2 separate regions of the Monodelphis domestica genome follow, and region 1 is linked to region 2. A link is a contact called in public Hi-C data. All regions are on one chromosome and are shown on one strand. The core of a region is the stretch at or near the end of the contact, and the rest is flanking DNA. Distances in the headings are between cores, read along the strand shown. Region 1 has its middle 88 kb from the start of TMEM63B. Region 2 holds the start of VEGFA (vascular endothelial growth factor A).

Region 1 (2,758 bases), core at 245-2,744, 770 kb before region 2:
TTCCCCCTTCCAGTAGACTGAGGACAGACTCCTTCCCCAGCTCTAACCTGAAAGGGGCTCAGCAGGGGATTCTTATTTCTCTGATCTAGGATAGATATCTGTTCTAGAAGGGCTATGGTGTGGATGTTGTGATGCCAGGTATCCCTCTGCTGCTGGAAACATGATATCTGAGCCGCTGTGTGTGTCAATGGAAGCTAGAAACAAAGTTGGAGCTTTGCTAAATCTAAGTTCAGCTCCATTATACCTCTAGGCTGTGTTCATGACCTTGGTTGTGTCCAGGCAGACTATGTCCAGTAGTCATTCGGGGTTGGAAGGATCCTCTTTCTGCCTCGTATAAGGCAAGGATGTCCTACTTCTACACACAGGGCAGATGGAGAGAGGGATACTGAATCTAGACTTTTCTAAACTGGAAGAGCCTTTAGAAACAATCTGGTCACATTCTCTCATTTTACAGATGGGGAAACAGAGGCAAAGAAAAGGTAAATGCTTTGCCCAAAGTCACAGAGCAAATTCAGAGCAGAGTTGAGACTAGAACCTGGGCTCCTCAGCCTCATTATTGATGGTGGGAGTAGAGGCTTTGTATTTTGGGGGTAATTAAAAACAGCCTCCTAAGGGACTGGAGACAGCCTGGATCAGAAGCATAGGAGAGACCCCCCTCTCCCCTCATCAATCACTTGCTGTTTTTCTTTTGTATGACCTCGACCTGGGGGACTATAACCTTTATAGTGCATTAGACTGGGAGCTCCATGAGAGCAGGGCCTGCCTATCTCTTGCCTTTCTTTGTATTCCCAAGTGTCTGTCCCACAGTAGGCGCTTAATAAATGCTTGTTTTTGGTCTTATGCTTTCTAATCTATAAAATGAAGGGGCTGGATCGTTGAGGTGGCCTTCAGCTTCAGAGCCCAAGAATGCCACCAGTTGTCCTCTTTTTCACCCCAACACACATGCCTCCTTTCTCCTTCCCCAAATTATTTCCCCCATCACCCCCCAGGACCATTATTCCTAGCTTTTCTTGGCCCAAACGTCCAAAAACCACATGAGGTGGGGGTAGGACTGAAAAGGACCCCTTGTATCCTCACAGGGAGAGTTGGGAGTCAGGATAAGGTTCCCTTGGGAGAGCATCGCCCCCCCCCCCCATCTTCTGCTTGCTCCTTCCCCCTCTTTCCCACGTAGAGGCAGAGCGACCCTGAACGGAGACAGGGGGGCAATGACCTCCCTAGAAGGGACCTGATGGGCGGGGGTGGCGGAATTATTCTCACTCCTTCTCACTCCCCCCCTTCTAGGACTCTCCACCTGCCTTCCTTCCCTTCCCAGGCTCCGAGCTCTCCCTTCCCTCCCCTCCCTCTCGGGCAGCTCGCCGCAGCCCCTCCCTCCCTCCCCCCCACCTGAAAGCTCCGCCCCCTCCACTTCCACCTCCCCCTCCCACCCGGGCCCTGCAGCTGGTGCCGACGGACCATTCTGCACGTAGCGAATGGAGGAGCCGCACATGGAAGGCATCAAGAACGCGCACGCGCGGGCTCGAGGGCGCGCGCAAGGGGGGGTGTCTGTGAACGCGTGTGTATGTGTATGACCGCGCGCTCCGGCACGCGGGCGCGCGGGGCTCTTGGTTCCTGTCTTTCCTCTCAGCAGCTTTCCTCTGCTCCCCCCCCCCCCCCCCCCCCCCCCCCCCCCGCTACCTCGGAGCTAGCTCATTTCTCTTCTAGGCGGGCTAGGAGACCTGGGGCCTACGGGTAGTGATGGGGTTCTTTGCCTCAGCTGCACCCATGAGCACTTCTCTACCAGCACCCCCATCTCTCTGCATGCACCTCGCTTCTCCCCTCTCTGTCTCAAGTGCACCAAGACCTTTGCATACATCCTCCTCTGCTCTTCCCTTCAAGCAGACCCTTCCTGGCTTGCCTCCCTCCCCAAGTGTCCCACCACGTTTTGGCTGATACTCCTAAGCACCTCCTCTTTGGGAGCACCCCCTTCTTTCCTAGCGCCCCTACTTTGCACGCTCCCTCTCTTCCCTTCTCCAAGTATCCCTCTTCCTCTATCATCTCTCATCCCTTTACGAGGCCCTAGGTCCCCTCCCTTACTACTTTTCATTCACTCCCTTCTCTCCCCACTCTCATCTCCCACCACCTTTTCTGGGCCATTCTCTACCATCCGACACCAATTACCTCCTCTTTTAACATCCTCTCTCCCCAAGGCAATCCGTGAGTTCATATTCAGACTGCATATTGACAGTCCTACAAAGAGGTTCTTAACTTGTGTTAGGATCCTGGACCCACGAATCTGGGGACTGGATAGAGTCTGTGGATAGATAAATGAACTTGAATGTCCCTGAAAAAAATAGAAAAAAAATCGTCTTCACCATAATAACTGAAATTTAAGATTTCCTTTCATTATTTCAAAGTATTATTCTGAAAAGTCTTCACCAGCCTGCTGAAAGGGTTACACACACACACACACACACACACACACACACACACACACACACACACACTCTCTGAAGGCTCCTAGACTGGAGTGAGTTTCTCCAGGACCCTGCTTCCTTGGAATCTTCTCTTGCACTTAGTGCGTCGTTCTTGGTGGGCTCACATAACACTTCCAGACTGTCTTAATGCATAAGGTTAAAATGCCACTTCATCCATCTCCAAGTGCTGATGTGTGTGTTATAGTTTTTCTCCAACAAAGTCATGAAATGTTAGAGCTAATAAAGAACCTTTTGGAAGCCATTTCATCCCACCAACTGACTTTCCAGAGAAGGAAACTCAAATT
Region 2 (3,044 bases), core at 17-2,516:
CTCTGGTTTCCCTAGCTTCCCTCCATGCTTCCCTGTCGGGGACTGTGCCTCCACCACCACCCCCGCCGGCTTGCTGGACACTGGCCGCCGCCGCCACCACCACCACCACCACCACCCAGCACTCCGTGCCAGCACCAATTCGCTTACCTTAGCATGATGGAGATAGAGCAGCAAGGCTAAGCACCAGTGTACCCAAGTGAGCATAAAGTTCATGGTTTCGGAGGCCCGGTCGGAGCCGGTGAGGCTCTCACTCCTTCTCCCTCTCTTGCTCTTCGGCGGTGGCGGCGTCGGTGGCCTTGTCCCCCCGGCGCCTTCTTCGCTGTCTCCCTTTTTCCCCGGGGCCAAGGCCCGGGCCAGGGCCTGGGGCGCGCTAGCGGGCTGGGTGCTCACGGTGCTCTCTAAGGCTTCACCCGTCCATGAGCACGGCTCTCTAGAGCCGAGCTTCTGCCGCTCCCGCAGCCCCCGCACCTCTTCTTCGTTTTCTTCTTTTTCTTCTTCCTCCTCCTCTTGTCGCTGCCGCAGTTGCTGCCGCCGCTGCTGCTGCTGCTGCTGATCCGGGCCCGACTGAGTATTGCCCTCCGCTCGGCACGGCTTGGCGCTCCCGGTACGGATCACAGCTCCTCCCAAGCGAGAACAGCCCAAAAGTTGGCCAAAAAGTTTCAGTGCATACTCTCGTACCCCTGGCCCCTCCACCCCGTTTCTAGCCGCTGACCGGGGTTCTGCTCCGGGTCTCCTGCAGCCGAGCCCGCCGCCGTCAGAAGCCGGGGAGAAGAGAAAGTGTGCGTGCGAGGAGGGTCCCCCCTCTTGTCGGTTGGTTGGCTTGGTGGCTGGTGGTGGTGTGAGAGAAGTGTCAGCCCCGGAGCTGCTGGGTCCCCAGGACTCCGAGCTAGAAGGAGGGCTCAGTCCTCTTTCTGCAGTCCGTCTCCTAAAAAAAGCCGAGGTCACTTACTTTCCTCGCTTTCCCTCTCACTCTTTGCTCTTTCTCCCCCCCTCGGCCGTTTTCCAAAATCCAGAGAGTGATTTGAGAGAGAAGGAAGGGGGGAATCCCCCCAGAAAAAAAAGTCCTCCTGATTTTACCGAGGAAAGAGGGAATTGGAAATAAATTTTAAAAAAGAGAAGACGGCGAAAGAAAACTGAGAAGCTAACGAGAGCAACCCCAACAGTCAAGCGCAATGTGCAGACAGGGGAATATGTCGTTCGTCCTTCCTTCTCCCTTCGCTGTCTGTACCCGGCTCTCTTGGCCGTTTCTCCGCCTCTCGGTCAATTTAACTGGCCTTACAGGACCGCCTCCTTCTATCTGCGCCCCTCAGGCTTTTTTTAGCTCCGCCCCTACCCTCCCCCCAACACCTTCCCCGCCTCCTCTCTCTCTCCAAGCTATCCCTTCCCCAACCTCCAAGTGGAATAAAAAAAAAATGAAAATAAAAAGCCATTTCGTTTATTCCTCCATGTCTAGTAACCCCTTCTCCCTAGACCCCTACCAATCTATTACCTGATTCCTTTCCTGCTACTGTAAGAGGTTGGGGGGAGGGGGAGGGTCTCCCCACCCCTTCTATATCAGCCTTAGCGTTATAGAAATCTGTGTATTGAAGAGACACCCTTCTTTCATTAGGGGACTTCCCTACAGGTGGGGAGGCAATAAAGTTAGAGTTCCGACTTTCCCCACTCCCTTCCCCTCCCCCAAGAAACCTGTTGAGGTTGGGAAAACAGGGTCCTTTTGTCTCCCCCCACACACCAAAATAAATAAAAAAAAACAAACAAATGAATAAATAAATGAATGAATAAAAAAATAAAGCTGAGAATTAGCTGCGACCCCTAGAAATTCAGTGTTTTCTCTCTCCCTCTCTCTCTGGCAGAGTTAGGGGTAGGGGAAGAAGGCAGAGGGAGGGGAGATTTTAGGGTTATGCAGGGCCAGGGGCAGTCAAATATCCTTCCCACTTTGCTGGAGATTTGTGGCAGCGTAAAACTACAGTCATAATCAGGGGGAACCCTGAAGTAACCTCTGACTTCCTACACACCCCACGTTTCCTCCCCACCCCCAGTAAACAGAGATGGGAATGGAAGGGGGCGAGAAAGGAAGGAGAGGCAGGCTACCCATTTTCTCCCAAGTTCACCTGGCTAATGGAAGCTGGTCATGGTGAAAGAGTGCCGCCTAGTGGCTACAGACGGGAGACCCTGAAGCTCTAGCCCCAGGGCGGCCTGAGTCCTTCCTTGTTAGGTGGGGGGTTACCGATGGAATTTAGTTTTGGAGAAAGTAATTTGCCCTTAAAAGTGCCTACTTCCTCTACATCCAGCAGCATGGTTATTGATGGGGTGGACTCAAACACAGCGTCCTGTAATGGAGGTGCTAAAGAAAGAGGCCCAGAAAGGAGATATGGTTCTTCCGGCCTGAAAGATTTTAAAGACTGATGGGGGAGAACAAGGACCCCTGCCCTTTGAAGAACTCCCAGCCTGGAACTAATAGGAAGCATTATCCGTGCAAAATAACAGGAATGGCTCAGGCCCTGTCACATCAGAGCAGAGAGTCAGGGGCTGATTCCTGTGGGATGAATACAGGCAGCCTTCTTGGAAGATGGCAAAGTTTGGATGGAATCAAGGCCTGCTGGGGATAAGCTGACTACAAGCATGACCCTGAGGGGAAGCAGAGCTGTTGGAGCCCACGTCCACACCAGACTGTCTGCAGAGTCTGGCTCAGCTGGGAGGAAGAAGCTGCTGAGGAAACAGAGGCCCTTGTTCATGGGGCTGTGGGGACTGGCATGGGCACAAGGCTGATGGAAAGCCCAGCCTGGGCCCGACGTGATGATTCAGGCTTAACCCACCAGAGCTACAGCACGTTTACACACCACGGCTACCCAAAATTCCTCCCTACACACACCCCAACCAAGAGTCCAAGACTGAGATTCTCCAGTTTCTACTCTGCAGTTATATTTCTAGGTTATCTGGATGGGATTTAGAATACTGTTCTCTCTTCAATTCAACTCCTATTTCCTCCAATGTTCTTCTGGCACACCCTTCTTCTCCATGTCTTATTATCCTCTTGCCCTCTC

What was found. A called contact is a pair of places that touch in the nucleus more often than the background predicts.
Region 1: a Hi-C map of limb shows a contact between it and region 2, with 10 times the contacts expected there. The contact joins the enhancer-like site here to the promoter of VEGFA in region 2. A contact is called at or near these places in 2 of 2 Hi-C or Micro-C datasets (limb and spleen and liver).

Annotation. Positions count from the first base shown.
Region 1 is chr2:287,909,892-287,912,649 of mMonDom1.pri, reverse strand. No RefSeq gene overlaps it. Among named protein-coding and RNA genes, the nearest start is that of TMEM63B, 88 kb to the left of the region's middle. Within about 2 kb of position 1,494, at least 1 of the 2 cell types and tissues checked has open chromatin away from gene starts, as enhancers often do. A contact at or near this core is called in limb, where this site is marked.
Region 2 is chr2:287,142,507-287,145,550 of mMonDom1.pri, reverse strand. It overlaps VEGFA (vascular endothelial growth factor A), which reads right to left and starts at 1,266. Exons shown (of 7, transcript XM_056818301.1): 1 at 148-1,266. The coding sequence starts at 213.